4 separate regions of the Mus musculus genome follow, and regions 2, 3 and 4 are each linked to region 1. The links are chromatin contacts, called in public Hi-C and promoter capture Hi-C maps. All regions are on one chromosome and are shown on one strand. Each heading gives the region's core, a stretch centred on a gene start, on an enhancer-like site or on the middle of the called end of the contact. The rest is flanking DNA. Distances are from core to core; before and after follow the strand shown. Region 1 overlaps Sdccag8 (serologically defined colon cancer antigen 8). Region 2 has its middle 29 kb from the start of Gm51282. Region 3 overlaps Gm30013 (a long non-coding RNA gene). Region 4 has its middle 46 kb from the start of Gm30013.

The links. Promoter capture Hi-C pulls out the DNA fragments that hold promoters and counts their contacts. Hi-C and Micro-C count contacts between places; a contact is called where the count stands out from the background.
Region 2: a Hi-C map of cerebellum shows a contact between it and region 1, with 2.7 times the contacts expected there. The contact joins two enhancer-like sites. A contact is called at or near these places in 2 of 39 promoter capture datasets (cranial neural crest and pre-B cells) and 3 of 484 Hi-C or Micro-C datasets (brain and cerebellum).
Region 3: a promoter capture Hi-C map of hippocampal neurons shows a contact between it and region 1, with 9 times the contacts expected there. The contact joins two enhancer-like sites. A contact is called at or near these places in 1 of 39 promoter capture datasets (hippocampal neurons) and 5 of 484 Hi-C or Micro-C datasets (cerebellar granule neurons, cerebral cortex, cortical neurons and 1 more).
Region 4: a promoter capture Hi-C map of hippocampal neurons shows a contact between it and region 1, with 5 times the contacts expected there. The contact joins two enhancer-like sites. A contact is called at or near these places in 2 of 39 promoter capture datasets (cranial neural crest and hippocampal neurons) and 1 of 484 Hi-C or Micro-C datasets (ventral hippocampal neurons).

What each region holds. Positions count from the first base shown.
Region 1 is chr1:176,928,284-176,931,483 of GRCm38.p6, forward strand. All of the region lies in intron 13 of Sdccag8 (serologically defined colon cancer antigen 8), which reads left to right. The region is part of intron 3 of Gm15423 (a long non-coding RNA gene); the gene reads right to left. Among named protein-coding and RNA genes, the nearest start is that of Gm15423, 11 kb to the right of the region's middle. Within about 2 kb of position 1,643, at least 17 of the 459 cell types and tissues checked have an H3K27ac peak or open chromatin away from gene starts, as enhancers often do. A contact at or near this core is called in cerebellar granule neurons, cerebellum, cortical neurons and 1 more, where this site is marked.
Region 2 is chr1:177,607,276-177,610,475 of GRCm38.p6, forward strand. No RefSeq gene overlaps it. Among named protein-coding and RNA genes, the nearest start is that of Gm51282, 29 kb to the left of the region's middle. Within about 2 kb of position 1,461, at least 11 of the 459 cell types and tissues checked have an H3K27ac peak or open chromatin away from gene starts, as enhancers often do. A contact at or near this core is called in cerebellum, where this site is marked.
Region 3 is chr1:177,571,907-177,575,106 of GRCm38.p6, forward strand. The region is part of intron 2 of Gm30013 (a long non-coding RNA gene); the gene reads left to right. Among named protein-coding and RNA genes, the nearest start is that of Gm51282, 6.0 kb to the right of the region's middle. Within about 2 kb of position 1,610, at least 26 of the 459 cell types and tissues checked have an H3K27ac peak or open chromatin away from gene starts, as enhancers often do. A contact at or near this core is called in cerebellar granule neurons, cortical neurons and hippocampal neurons, where this site is marked.
Region 4 is chr1:177,508,453-177,511,652 of GRCm38.p6, forward strand. No RefSeq gene overlaps it. Among named protein-coding and RNA genes, the nearest start is that of Gm30013, 46 kb to the right of the region's middle. Within about 2 kb of position 1,574, at least 11 of the 459 cell types and tissues checked have an H3K27ac peak or open chromatin away from gene starts, as enhancers often do. A contact at or near this core is called in hippocampal neurons, where this site is marked.

The DNA.
Region 1 (3,200 bases), core at 393-2,892:
ATGCTTCCATCACCTCGGAGAGAACTGAGTCTCTTTCTCATGTCCTGGAGTTTACCAGGAAAGAAAAATGGGTTGCTTGGGTTTTGAGGTCGAGGGGGGATTCCTTCTGCAGAAAAGGTACTCTTAAAAAGTCAGCCTTGAAAACATTGTTGTCTTTACCGGAGCCTGTTTCTGACTAAAAGATTTACCCAAAGAATGGACCCAGAGGTAGAAGGGGAATTTTATATGACTGCACTTCTACTTGGACATGACATCTAAAAACAAAGTACCATGTCCCTAGTGGGTAAGCAGGTTGCCCTTGCCTGCCTTCTGGAAGCTGACTCAGTTTGCTTCAGCAGGCTGGCTCTCCTTGATTTAGACACATCCTTGTTCTGTCAACTGCCCTTCATTTTCTAGAAATCATATCTGAGTCTTGATGAGGATGCATGGATATGTAAAATCATGTTAACACAAAGTTCTGTAAATTAGAGAGAGGGGCTGTGCTTCTATGCTTCTGCTTGTTCAGAGACTTCAATGCTTTAAAACGAATTCATATAAAAAGATGATGATGATGGTAATCAGCCGTCACAATGTTCAGTCTAGAAAACTTGAGGCTAGTTGAGGGCATGATCCATTACTCTAGGTAGCCCTTGTTGGCAAGGTTATAGCGTTGACAAATTAAGGCTACAGAGAGTACTCCCTCTTTTCTAACTTTAGTCTTTGTCTTTAGAGGGAAAGCCATCCTTTCCTTCCTGATATTGTCCTTTGCTAATGGCAGCAGCGTTGCAGCCCAGGGCTCCTTAAGTTCTCCTGTGAGCACTGCTGGCACTTGGGTTCTTTCTCTCCCTGAAAGAAGACATCTATTCAGAATCCTTAGTGGTTGAATTGGTCAGCAATGTTTCAGCCGAGAAAGGATGATAATCCTATTAAGGAACAATGAAATCCATCTACAACAAAAAGAAAGCCCATGTCAGAACTATAGAGGAACCCAAATTTTGATCCTGCACCCAGGCTGACTTTCACAAAAAAATTATCTGTAAAAGTAGAGGGAGTCACGGTGCTGGAGACGACTCCTAGCACTAAAAACATCTTAGATGTTGCTTTATGTGCTTGCTTTCCATTAGAGTCAGGAATGGTCCGACTCTGTTGCTGTGATTTTGTCAACATTTATCCTATCTGTCTTTCATATACAAAGGCTTAGGGATGCCAGAAAACAAACTGTTAACGGAGAATTAACTTCTTTGGCATGCTTTCATACTTATCTTCCAAATTAAAGAAAATGAAATGGGCAGAAACAGAGTGTAGATTACCTCCTTTTTGTCAAAAATGGTGGGAATTTGAAAATTAATAATAAAAAAGGGAACAGATGCAGTAACATGCCAGAGGGAGATTAATGTGGAGAGTGAAATCTGTGAGCAACAAAACTGAAGCAAACTGAATCAGTGGGAGGTGGTTGTACAATCAAAATCAGGATAAAAGAGAAATTACAAACAACCCTGCACTTGTCAAAGTAGTAGTAATGAAACCCTGACTCTGCCAGCAGCGAGAACCTGTGTTAGCACTTTGGGGTAAGGATGGTAGCCGGGTGCCAGGTAGGAGGGCAGTGTTAGGTTGCTGGGCAGCAGCCATCTTGTGTGGAACAGATGGCACTGAAAGCTGGCAGGGGAGGGGCTCCTTAGCAGAACTAATCAGACAGTAACAGATAGGGCAGCTGGGAAGACTGACCACAGAGAGGGAGCCTGCGGGGTAGCTCAGTGCCACGGTGTGTGCAGCGGTGTGCCCATTGGTCTGCGGGAAGACCTTGCAATGCCTTTCCCATCGATGGACGCACTGAAACTTTTGTTCAAAAGGGAGAATTGAGTTGGAGTGTCTCAAACTTGGGGGTGGGGTTGGGTGTTGGAGAGAGACTGGGAATGGAGGTACTGCCCATCTCTGAATTCGTTGCATGAGTTTTCAATGTCAGCTTCTGTGGAACTTTGATTTTTGCAGCATGTGTGGCTCTGCCGTTCTCTTCTCCACTGTAGCACGCCAAGTGATCGCTCTATATTTTATCCACAGTTTGCAGCATCAGGACTATACATAAAATTAGAAAAGACTTCCTGGTATGATTTCTCACAAATGAAAACTAAAAGCAACCAGGTGATATGTATGTTTCTCCTTAATAATTCTTAATAACCTAATTCAAGCTATGGTTGACTTACAGCCACTTGCTCGTCCTTTTTGCTCCATGTAATTGTGGACTAAACAACAAAATCTAAGCATAATTTAGAGCCCAAACCTTAAAACAAAAATCAAATTACTGTGCAAAAATGAGAAGCCAACCTGTTAAATTTAATTGTGCATTGAAGAGCCATAATTCCAGATAGGTCAGCACATTTATTCAAATGCTATGCCTTTGACAACAAGATTCAGGTCTCCTACGTCTGTTTTCAAACTTGTATCTTCCTTTCTCCTTTTTATTTTTCCAGAAGGTTTATAGCTTGGCTCAAATTATTCATTTTGGAGGGGGGAGGGGGAAACATTACCAGGATTTGAAATAGGTGGTATAACATAGCCATATGCTATTTATGCAGCAGTTTCTGCAATAAATCTAATTTGGTGCTGTCAAAAAATCAGACTTATTTGATATAGCGGCACATTAGTAAATGATTGTGGCAGATTTAAAGTTGTCATTTAGTCTCTTCTAACTCTTAAACAGAATCTTGCAAACCCGTCTTCTCTCTCATCAAGTCTATGAAAACCTCCCAGGTCTTTGTCCTACAGTACTGCAATATTTTCATGTCTCAAAGCAGGTTTTGCCTAAAGGTAACTGAGAAAAAAGGGTGAAAAATGAATATCCTCTGTTGTCAAAATAACATTGGCAGTCAGAGATCAATAAAGCGGGGAAAATGATAGTGTCTCCAGCCTGTGTAGTTCTTAGAAAAGCAGAGCAGCTAGGCAGGCACATTCAGAATGAAGAGAAGCTAACATCAGTTCTTTATTAAGGAGCTGAATGTTTTACCTTGCATCCTACACCCATATGCTGTTTTAGGAAAACTGGCATTAAAGATGTGAACGACATCAGCTCCGTCTTCACCTAGTAATGCCCTTAGAAACGGCTTCCCTCTTCTCTACTGCAACCTGGCAACATAAGTGTGCTGCCTTTTTTTTTCCCTGTAGAATTTATGTCTAAGGTGTTGTTATCAAATGAAACTTTCTCCTTCCTACTCCTTCTATTTCAA
Region 2 (3,200 bases), core at 211-2,710, 680 kb after region 1:
CTAGATCCACTTTGGCCTCTGGGCCATGCTGACTGTGGGTCCTCTTCATTCCCATACTGAAAGCCAGGCTAACGTGGCATCGGTGGCAGTTGGGTGGAGAGGAGAAATCACCACAACATGGTCTAGGAGAGAGACATCGGCAATAGAAGAGGCAAAAAGGCTAGGAGAAGAAGCATAAATCTGACTTAGCCCCCTCTCCTCTCTCACCTGAGGGCCTTCCTCTGCCCACCGCAGCCTGCCCAGACTTCTTTAGGTAACCACTGATAGGCCCAGGGCAAGGATCTAGACTGTACCCCAGAGCCGTCCAGCCCTAGCTCTCAGCTGGCCTTCTTTCACACTCATCCATTTGTTTGTGTGTAGAGCTGCCCTGCCCATGTCTCTCAATCAGGGACCCTCCCTGGTGTTAGAGCTCTGCTTTCTTCTCTGTGAGGCACACCCAGAAGACAATGAGGAATGAGTACTCACTTCATTCCTGGTTTACATATGGCTGCCCCAGGCACTCTGGTCCTCCAGGGAAGACTCCTTCTATCCTGATACTTACCTTCAGGGTCCATTCCTTCAAGCCTTGGCAATGCTCCTTGACTCTGTGACACCCAGGGGATCGTCCTGGTGGCTGAAGCTGAGGTTGTGAGTGACAAAGAACTGATCCCAGAAGGTAAAGAAGGAGACTTTTGCCCAGAGTCAAATCTCTCACCCTTCATTGTTGAAACTTTGTTGCCTCCAACTTGGAGTTCAATACAAATGAGATTCCAAGTTGCCCTGCCAGGGACCTGCTCATTTTTTAATTCTGCAGTGGTTTGCCCCCAGATATATACAAGTGTTAATATGTGTTAATAAAATGTGTGGGTGGAGAATCCCATCAGAAACACCTGCCACTTACACTGGGCCTTCTGTCCCTAAGGAGAAGGAGGAAGCATACCTTACCAGACGGGTCCTCTTCAGTTTTGTGATTTTTGCTGTGTAGCAACTGCCATTTGCCTAGAAGGTACAGGGCCCTGGAGAAGTGGTGGTTAGGGATGGGGGTGGGGGTGGGAGTGGGGGGGGGAGGTGTCTTTAATCTTGAAGAGGGCCATTTAGCCGAATGGCAGATCTTACAGCCACAGAGGGCACTGTATGGAACAGCTTGCCAGTGCTTGCGGTGAGGTTATTATTGCCTCCCTCCAACACAACATCCTACTTTCTCTTTTCTTTTTTTTTCCAAAATAAAATGACTTCTTGATAAAGTCTCTTTGTTCAGTGCCTGCAAAATCCATCACTACCAGCCTTCTGCGTAAGTAAGCTGCACACAAGACAATGGGTGGGTGGGGAGTGGGCAGAGAGCCGAGTGGGCTGGGATGGAGTCTGCAGAGCAAGCAAGAGAGCCCTCGGGGTCAGCTGCAAAGCTCAGGCTTCAGGTTCAGCCCTTGAAGGCCTGCCCAGGTCTGGACAGTAGGAGCCCTTTAGAATCAGACAAGCCCGAGTTTTGTTCCGGGAGGACGAACTCGCGGCTAAGCCGCGTGCGAGCTGTTCACCGAGGTGTCTCGGCCAGGTGGTAATTTCTCCTGTTGTCCTGTAACTTGGCTTGAAGCGGAAGATGACCCATGTCACCTGGCGCCCTGATAACAGAAAGCAAATTCCAGCAAAAAGTGTCCATGCCTCGGTTGGCCATTACCATGCCCAGCAGGCTGCTCCCTGCCATCTGGCTACCTCAGAGAGCGCACAGCCGCTCTGCTCCTCGCCCACCTGGCTTCAGCTGCCTCCCAACCCCAGTGACAGGGCAGCATGGCCAACACTGGGCACAAACTGGGCTCTGATTTACCTGTTTTCTGCTCCAGGGATTCTGGGTCCAGGTCTCCTAATGTGTCTGTGCCCCAGTTTTCCACTGAATTGATGTGTCCCTCTCTTGGGAGGGGCAATCTTTTTTCAACTTTAATTTACAAATACTGAGAATGTCAAAGCTCAAATGCATTTGCAGAATTCAAGTTCAATTCATTGTCAGAGGACTTGAGCAGAAATTTCCAAAGGTATTAAGTGTAGAAAATATGTCCTGGATACAGGGACCTTCAAGGGCAAGTTACTACCACACTGTCATCTAGACCATCCCTTATTTTGACATCATGTTACAAAGATGGGAACTGGGAAGAGACCATTCACAGCCACTGGGCAGGAAGTGATTGGATACACTGTTGCACATGCTCTTTAGAGAGGACTTGAAATACAGCCAGGAAAGTTGCTTGTGCTGTTCCCGCTGCTGTGAGCACCTCACGTGGCCTCATTACACAAGAGGATTGCAAAAACATATGCAATAAAATAAAATTCATAGATATGCAAAAAGTCAGAGGCTGAACAGGAAAATAAGAAGAAAGCTCTGATATCAGATACATGGACGACAGGCTGAGAACTCAGAGGAGCCACGGAAGACAGATGTGGGAGCTGGTTAGGGGTGGACGTTTTCTGAAAAGTCCTTCTCACCAGCCGTGGTGGTGTTGATCAAGAACTGCATATGCAATGAATACTCGGCTCACGTGGAGTTAAAGTGTGTTTCTACCTTCAAGAATCTCAGGATTCCCTCCTGTCCCTCCCCACACCTGATCCTGAACCACCCCACCATGGGGAGATTCCCAAAAGCTGTTGCCTGTATGTGGGAGATGTTTTAGCTGGGCTGCCTTGTCTGGCCTCAGTGGAAGAGATTGCACCTAGCCCTGAGGAGACTTGATGTGCCAGGATGTGGGGTGGGATGCCCAGGGGCTGGGGGAGAGGAAAGGATTGTGGAAGGGTGACAGGGCGGGGGGAGGGGGGGCAGTGATTGAAATGTAAAGTAAATAAGTAAAAATGAAAATAAAGAACCTTGGGAATTGGAAGCTAATAAAAAGATTATCCTTCCTCTCTCTCTCTCTCTCCCTCTCCCTCTCCCTCTCCCTCTCCCTCTCCCTCCCTCCCTCCCTCCCTCTCTCTCTGTGTATCCTCTGTTTATCCTCTGTGTGTGTGTGTGTGTGAGAGAGAGAGAGAGAGAGAGAGAGAGAATACACCTGGTAGCCTATGGTCACTTTTCACTTCTCCGTGTCCATGTGGGGCTGCCTGATCTCTCAGCCATCTGGGCCTACACAGCAAGACATTTCCCCTGTCCCAGATAGATCCTTCCCTTCCAACCTCAGATCCTAAGATGTGCATACTCGATGGTTGAGAGGTAAACCTTGCTGTAAAGTTGAGCAACAAATTGC
Region 3 (3,200 bases), core at 360-2,859, 640 kb after region 1:
TGAGTCCTCTGCAAGACTAGCCAGCGCTCTCAACCAAGCCATCTCCTCAGCTTCTGCAGCTTTCTTTGAGATAGTAATTTTATTTCCTTTGGATAGATGCCCAGAAGTGGGCCCAAATCCGTCTTGAATGGCTCTCCACCTCCACTACAATGTTCTGCATGTTACAGTTTTATTTTCCTAATAGCACTCTTTCCGTCTACAGTGATCTCGGGAGTCAATTTCATAGCATCCTTCCTCTAATAGAAAATAAACACCACGAGAGCAGGACTTGGTGTTTGACAAAATAGCAGGTATTCAATCATAAGCTACCGATAAAAAAGTCAATGAGAGGAACACACTCAGGAGACACCACAAAATGTTTACATCTTCAGAACAAGAGTAAAATATATGTTAATTAAAATAGTGGTATTGTGTATGTGCAAATCAGAGATTTGTTGCTTTTTTTCCTTCATTTTATGGGTATGGTGATTTGTTTGCATGCATATCTGTGTACCATGTGCTCACAGAGGCCAAAAGAATGCATCAGATGCTCTGGGACTGGAGTTACAGATGGTTGTGAGCCACCTTGTACACACTGGGAATTGACCCCAGGTCCTCTGCAAGAGCAGCTAGTGCTCTTAATTCTGCCTCAAGCAGACTTGGAGGTTTTTGTTGCTGTTGTTGTTTGTTGGATTTTTTTGTTTTATTTTGGTTTGGTTTTAGTGGATCTGGGTGATAAGTAGCATGGATGGTACTAGGAGTGTTTCTTTCTTTTGTTGGTGGGGTGCTATGATTTGGGTGTCTTTGGGTTTTGTTGTTTTTATGAGATGGAATCTAGTGTGCTATGTTGCCCGGGGTGGCCTTGAACTCCCTAACATTCGTCTGCTCCCCAATTCCTGGTATCACAGGACTGCACCATCAAGCTGGAGAGAGCATTTCAAAATTCTAAGAAACCCGGAAACTCTTGCCCTAGAGGCCACAGTCTTGGCAAAAGCTAGTAGAGTGCTCCATCTTCCATGTATGTGCTTAGCTCAGACTAAATTAAGACTTAATGTGCACCGTTTTTTCTTGTCATAGTGTAGTTCCATACTCAGGTGAACAATAACACAGTAGAAGAGAGCAGAGCACAGAGGACCTCCGCCATGGTCCTTGTGTCCTCGGGGTCTGGTTCCATTAAAACCACAAAAGAAACAGGAGGCTTTCTCCATCTGAGGATGGCTGAGCTCCCCGGTTCTGTTTTTCCAGTAAGCACGCAGCCCCATCCTAAGGGAGGGAGGGATCGAGGGAGGGAGGGAGGGAGGGAGGGAAGGAGGGAGGGACAGGAATACAAATCCATCCTCCTTCAGAGCTCTGTGGAATCGAAAGAAGCTCAAGGGACGATGCTCGCCCACGCGTGGACTTGTCTTCAGCGTGTGGTGTCTCCTGCCTAAACGCACACTGACCTCTGCCTCTTCAAAGGCAAAACTTGATCCATTAATGTTCTCCTGTGTTGGTTTCATAAAACATTTGGATGGGCCCTTCTTCACAAATGAATAAAAATGAGTAAAGTCCTCAGAATAAAAGGAACGCCAGGACTGGCTTCCAGAAGCACGAGGCAACCCAGAGCGCCCATCTGCAGCCAAACCCTGCAACAGACCCAGACACAGCTTAGAGGCTGGCAACAAGTCTGCCTGCGGGTTCTGCCAAGGAGCCAGATGCTGTTGCTTCCAAAGCTTGGCATCGGGGCCCCTGATTGCCATCCAACAAAGAGGAAAAATAGGAGTGATATAATGTGGTGGGCTAAAACACATCCCACCTCAACCTTTTTTATTACTCACTGAAAAAAAATATGGAAGATATTTATGGGAAAGTACCAATGTTTTTGGAAATATTGAACATACATTAGCTACAACACCATTTTTGCCAAATGGGAAATATATTTAAATTATGCAGGCTGCGTCTGTCTAAAAATAAATTGTCATCTTTTCTGATCAATGTATATGTCCAGGATATGGAAATGACTCTGCTAATTGAGGATGCTGTCAACCAGTGCACTTGTAAGTTACCAAGAAGTTGTGAAGATGTCTGTCTGTGGATGAGCATAAAATAGCAATTAATGTTGTTGTAATATAGAGCAAGTTTGAGAAGGACCCATCCAACGAAGGTGGAGTGTTGAGTTTCATGGTTATATAAAGAATTAGGAGCTATGTTGGGTTGGATGAGATAAGATGTTTACGAAAAAGTATAATGTGGAATGTGGTGGAGGATGGTGTTTGCCAAGGCTCCGGGGTAGTATTAATAACCCACTCTATATGACAAAGTGCTGCTAGGCACCGAAAGTTCACTGTCGCTCACCGTCTGGGGCTGAGATGAGCAAGGGCATGTCACTTTGGACATCACTGGGGATGGTTCTATTGTCTCCAGAGTGGCTCAGAAGTCTACACCCAAAAATTGGAAAAAAAAAAAAATAAGATGCAGGATAGTGCTGTCCTTGCCCAGTGAGATGCTGGGAGTCACGTAGACCACTCTGCTCTCCCGTTCCCCTGGATTCACGTTCACCTCAACTCCTGCCCTCAAAGTCACCACAGGGCACAGCAGTGCCACGGGAGCTGGTTCCAGGACGCTTGAGCTCAACTACATACTGCCTCGGCACACCAGCACAGGCAAATCTGTCATCTCAGCTCACTGACAGGCATTTGAAACTAGAGGACAATCTGTGAGCGAAACAAGGAGACAGAGAGGACACCAGGTTAAGCCAGGGTTGGGTGGGAACCAGTAAAGCTTTGCTCAAGGTGGGACCCCAGAAGAGAAAAGGCCCTGCACTGCTCCATCAAGCTAGGACACTGAATTTCTATCTAAACAAAACATGAATCTAGGGGAAAAAAACACTTTTTTTTTAATTTTAAAAATTTAAACATATGTATGTAACATGCAATTGCAGCCTTTTGGAAGTTACCAGCTAAATGTGAGTCATTGCAACTCAAATGTTAATTTTTACTGGCTGTGCTGTCACACGCCTGAAATCCTAGCAGTTTCAAGACTGAGGTAGGGTGAGGTGGTTGAGGCCAGCCTAGGGTACATAGCAAATTCTAGACCAACCTCGGTTGCATAGTAAGTCTCTGTTTCAAAGGAGAAAAAAGAAAATAAATGGTCAAATTAATTTTAAATCCAAGATCCTTGGATTGTTTATATAAAGAAATAATAATAGTTCTCATTAAATACAAAGATTATTCCAAAGAGAA
Region 4 (3,200 bases), core at 324-2,823, 580 kb after region 1:
AAAGTTAATATTTTGGTCTTATATTTTCCTCTCTGTCTCTCTCTCTCCTTTCCTCCTTCCCGTTCTCACCTGTCTGTCTGTCTTTGTCTCTCTCTCTCTCTCCTTCTGTGTGTCTGTCTCTGTCTGTCTGTCTCTGTATGGTGTGTGTGTGTGTGGTGGGTGTTGTTTTTGAAACAAGATATCACATTGTAGCCCAGGCTAGTCCAGAACTTACTGTGTAGCCCAGGCTGACCTCAAGCTTTTGTCAAATCCTCCTGCCTCAGAATCTGAGCACTGGGATTATATACTGCAGTATCTCTGTCAGGACCACGCTTTTCCCTTCTGGATTTGGATGGTGCTTTTTGGCTTTGGTAGTTTCACAGGGTGAGAGATGGGGAAACCAGGCAAGCATGGGCAGCTGCTGCTTGTCGAACGGTGCTCAGTCTTGATTGTGTGTTAGTCCTGAGGAGGACAAGCCTACACACAGGCCAACTGATAGACTCTGGATGCCCATCACTATAAAGCCCCTCTGAGGTTCTAACGCAGTCATCAGGGGCCATTGTTGTAAACTGAGGCCCATGTTCAGCTTGGCAGCATGAAGGCATAGCCTTTTCATGCCCAGTGATGAATTCAGATATGATAGGTGATGGCGTCTAGAAGTGTGGACAGCATTGGTGAGATGTTTAGCATCAAAACATGGTATCAAAAAGTCCAAAAGCTCAGTACCCCTCAACCGTCATCACCCTGCTTTTGGCTCTTCCTTCCCTCCCCAGTACAGCTTTTATACTGATAGTGCTCCCTCCACCAGACTCCATCCTTGGACATGGCACTGACAGCCCCACCAGGACACATCTCCTGTTCACCATGGCTGACTTGGGCCTCCATCACAACAAAGCAGGGTCTGTGTGGGAACAAGAACATAGGAAGTGCAATGGAGCCAGCGCATGCCTGCTCTGCTGGTTAGGTGTCTGTGATGCCAGCTGGTGGGTGGGGGTCGAATCAGGACAACTGTAGTTAAGAACCAGCCTTGGGGTGGTGAGACCTTGTGTCCAAAATACTGAAGGAGAAAACACAACAGACAACACCATCAATGGAATAAGCTGTGGAGTGGGGAACCATAGGGAGAGCATTCCGAATGGAAGGAAGGTCACAATGACAACCAGTAGGCAGGATTTGTCATGCAAATGCTCAGGACTAGGTGACAGGTATATTGTAAAGGGAGCTTTTCTGAGGAGAAAGCCCACCAGGACAAAGAGAAGGTGGCAGAGGTGTCTGCAGAGGACCAGCCTTGTCCCTGACATAGAAGCAAGGCCCGAAGAATTGTAGGTGCACAGAACAGCAGAGCCCAAGCACTCGGGTACATAAAAGAAAAAGAGAGGCAGAAGGTGACAGTTGCCAGGCTTCTGGGTGGATGTCAGGAGTCCTTTGGCAGCAACTGGCATAACGGGTCAGCAGAACACTAAAGGAGGAGGCAAGACAGATGTCTGGGGTGGGGTGAGGAGCTGCCTTGTGACTATGTCGGAGCCTCACCCCCAGTGGAAGCAAGGGGCTCAAGACTGTTTCTCAGGAGTGTAGTGCAGCTTGCATTTTGCCAGAGCGAGCATCCATCTGTGTTCCCGTGGAACAGTTTCGGCTCTTGCACCTCTCGCCGCCTCCTCCTCCCTCTGCTCCCCATTAAATGCCAGGGGTACTTTCCAGCCGTAGGGAGGACTGGAAAGGGCCACATTTAGAGCCAAGCAGCCCTGGATGCGTTTGTGGATCTTCCAGCCCAAGCCTCAGATCCTAGTGAGACACCCTGTCTCACAAAACAAAGAAGGCAGCTACTAAGAAATAACTTTTGAGATTGACATCTGACCTTTGCATGAATATGCATGCACACAAACCCTGACATAAAAATAAGTACACACACACACACACACACACACACACACACACACACACACACACACGGATATTTATCAATCGGCAAATTCATTTTGGATTTTGAAATTTTCCATCTTGTCATCTTGCAGACGGCAACTGTGTTAGAACCTCTCTTCCTATAAATCAGACCACGGACATGTACAACTATGAAAGCACAGCATGCACAGTAATGAGCTAGACTCTCAGATGGTAACACTTTGCAAACATGAATATGACAATGAAGTGTAACAGTAGGCCTTGCCTAAGGACAGTACAGCTGGCTGATCACTGCCCGTACAGGACAGCACTGGTCACTTTAGAATAACCAGAGGTGGAACACCTGTCTAATTGCCTTCTGTTTTCCAGGGTGTCCATACTTGCTGGTCTTCTTTTATATTTGCCACCAGTGATCACCCTCCCCTTGGGGACCCTTTTGCCTTGGGTCTTCAGATCCTCTGCCACATACTGTGATTTCTTGGCAGCTCTTCAACTCCTCTTTCCCTGAATCCAACCTTGGGTGTTGTTCCTTCAGAGTTGTCTTTGAAACCGGGTGTCTCAGGGGGAATGTTAGCTTTCTGACTTGACTGGGCTGTCTGGCCAGGGAACTCCAGGGATTTGCCTGCCTTTATCTTCCCAATGTTGGGTTTGGACGTATGGCTACCACACACAGCTTTTTACGTGCGTGCTTGGAAATCCAACACAGGGCCCCATGTTTGTGGGCAGCAAGTGCTTTACCAACTGAACGATTCCCCCAGATCATCAAACGATGATTTTGAACAAGTACCTGCAGTTGACAGGCTGACACCAGACTCTCGCTCATAGGTTAGGCACCTTTAAATGTGCTCAAGCTCTGCCCTGCACCCCTTTGTGCATGCTCCTTGCATTTGTTCTTTGATAGGCTGGAAGCTGGTGATGGTTCATCTTTTAGGAGATGCTCTCTGGAAAGTGAGCTCAAGAGCATGATTTGTATGTGGGGTTTTTCATTGTCTTTAGTCTCATTTTTCTGCTGGGCATTAATTTGGCATATGGTCTTTGGAATGATCAAAGCAGCCCATTTCCACTGAGCTCTGTTGGTTGTGCTGAATCAAATGAGATGAAACGTGAATGTCTACTGAGATTTCTATCAAAAGATTTCCCTCAATTGTTGGTTTTGGAATACTGTGTCCTTCCTTTAATATGAGCTACCATAGCCCCCTACTCCAAAATTATAGAACAAACTACAGGAAACAATATCTCTAAACATTAACCACTACCTTTACAGGTTCTTAATTCCTCTTCCTGAGTCTGCACCATCTACAGGGGTCTTTTTTCTTTCTTTC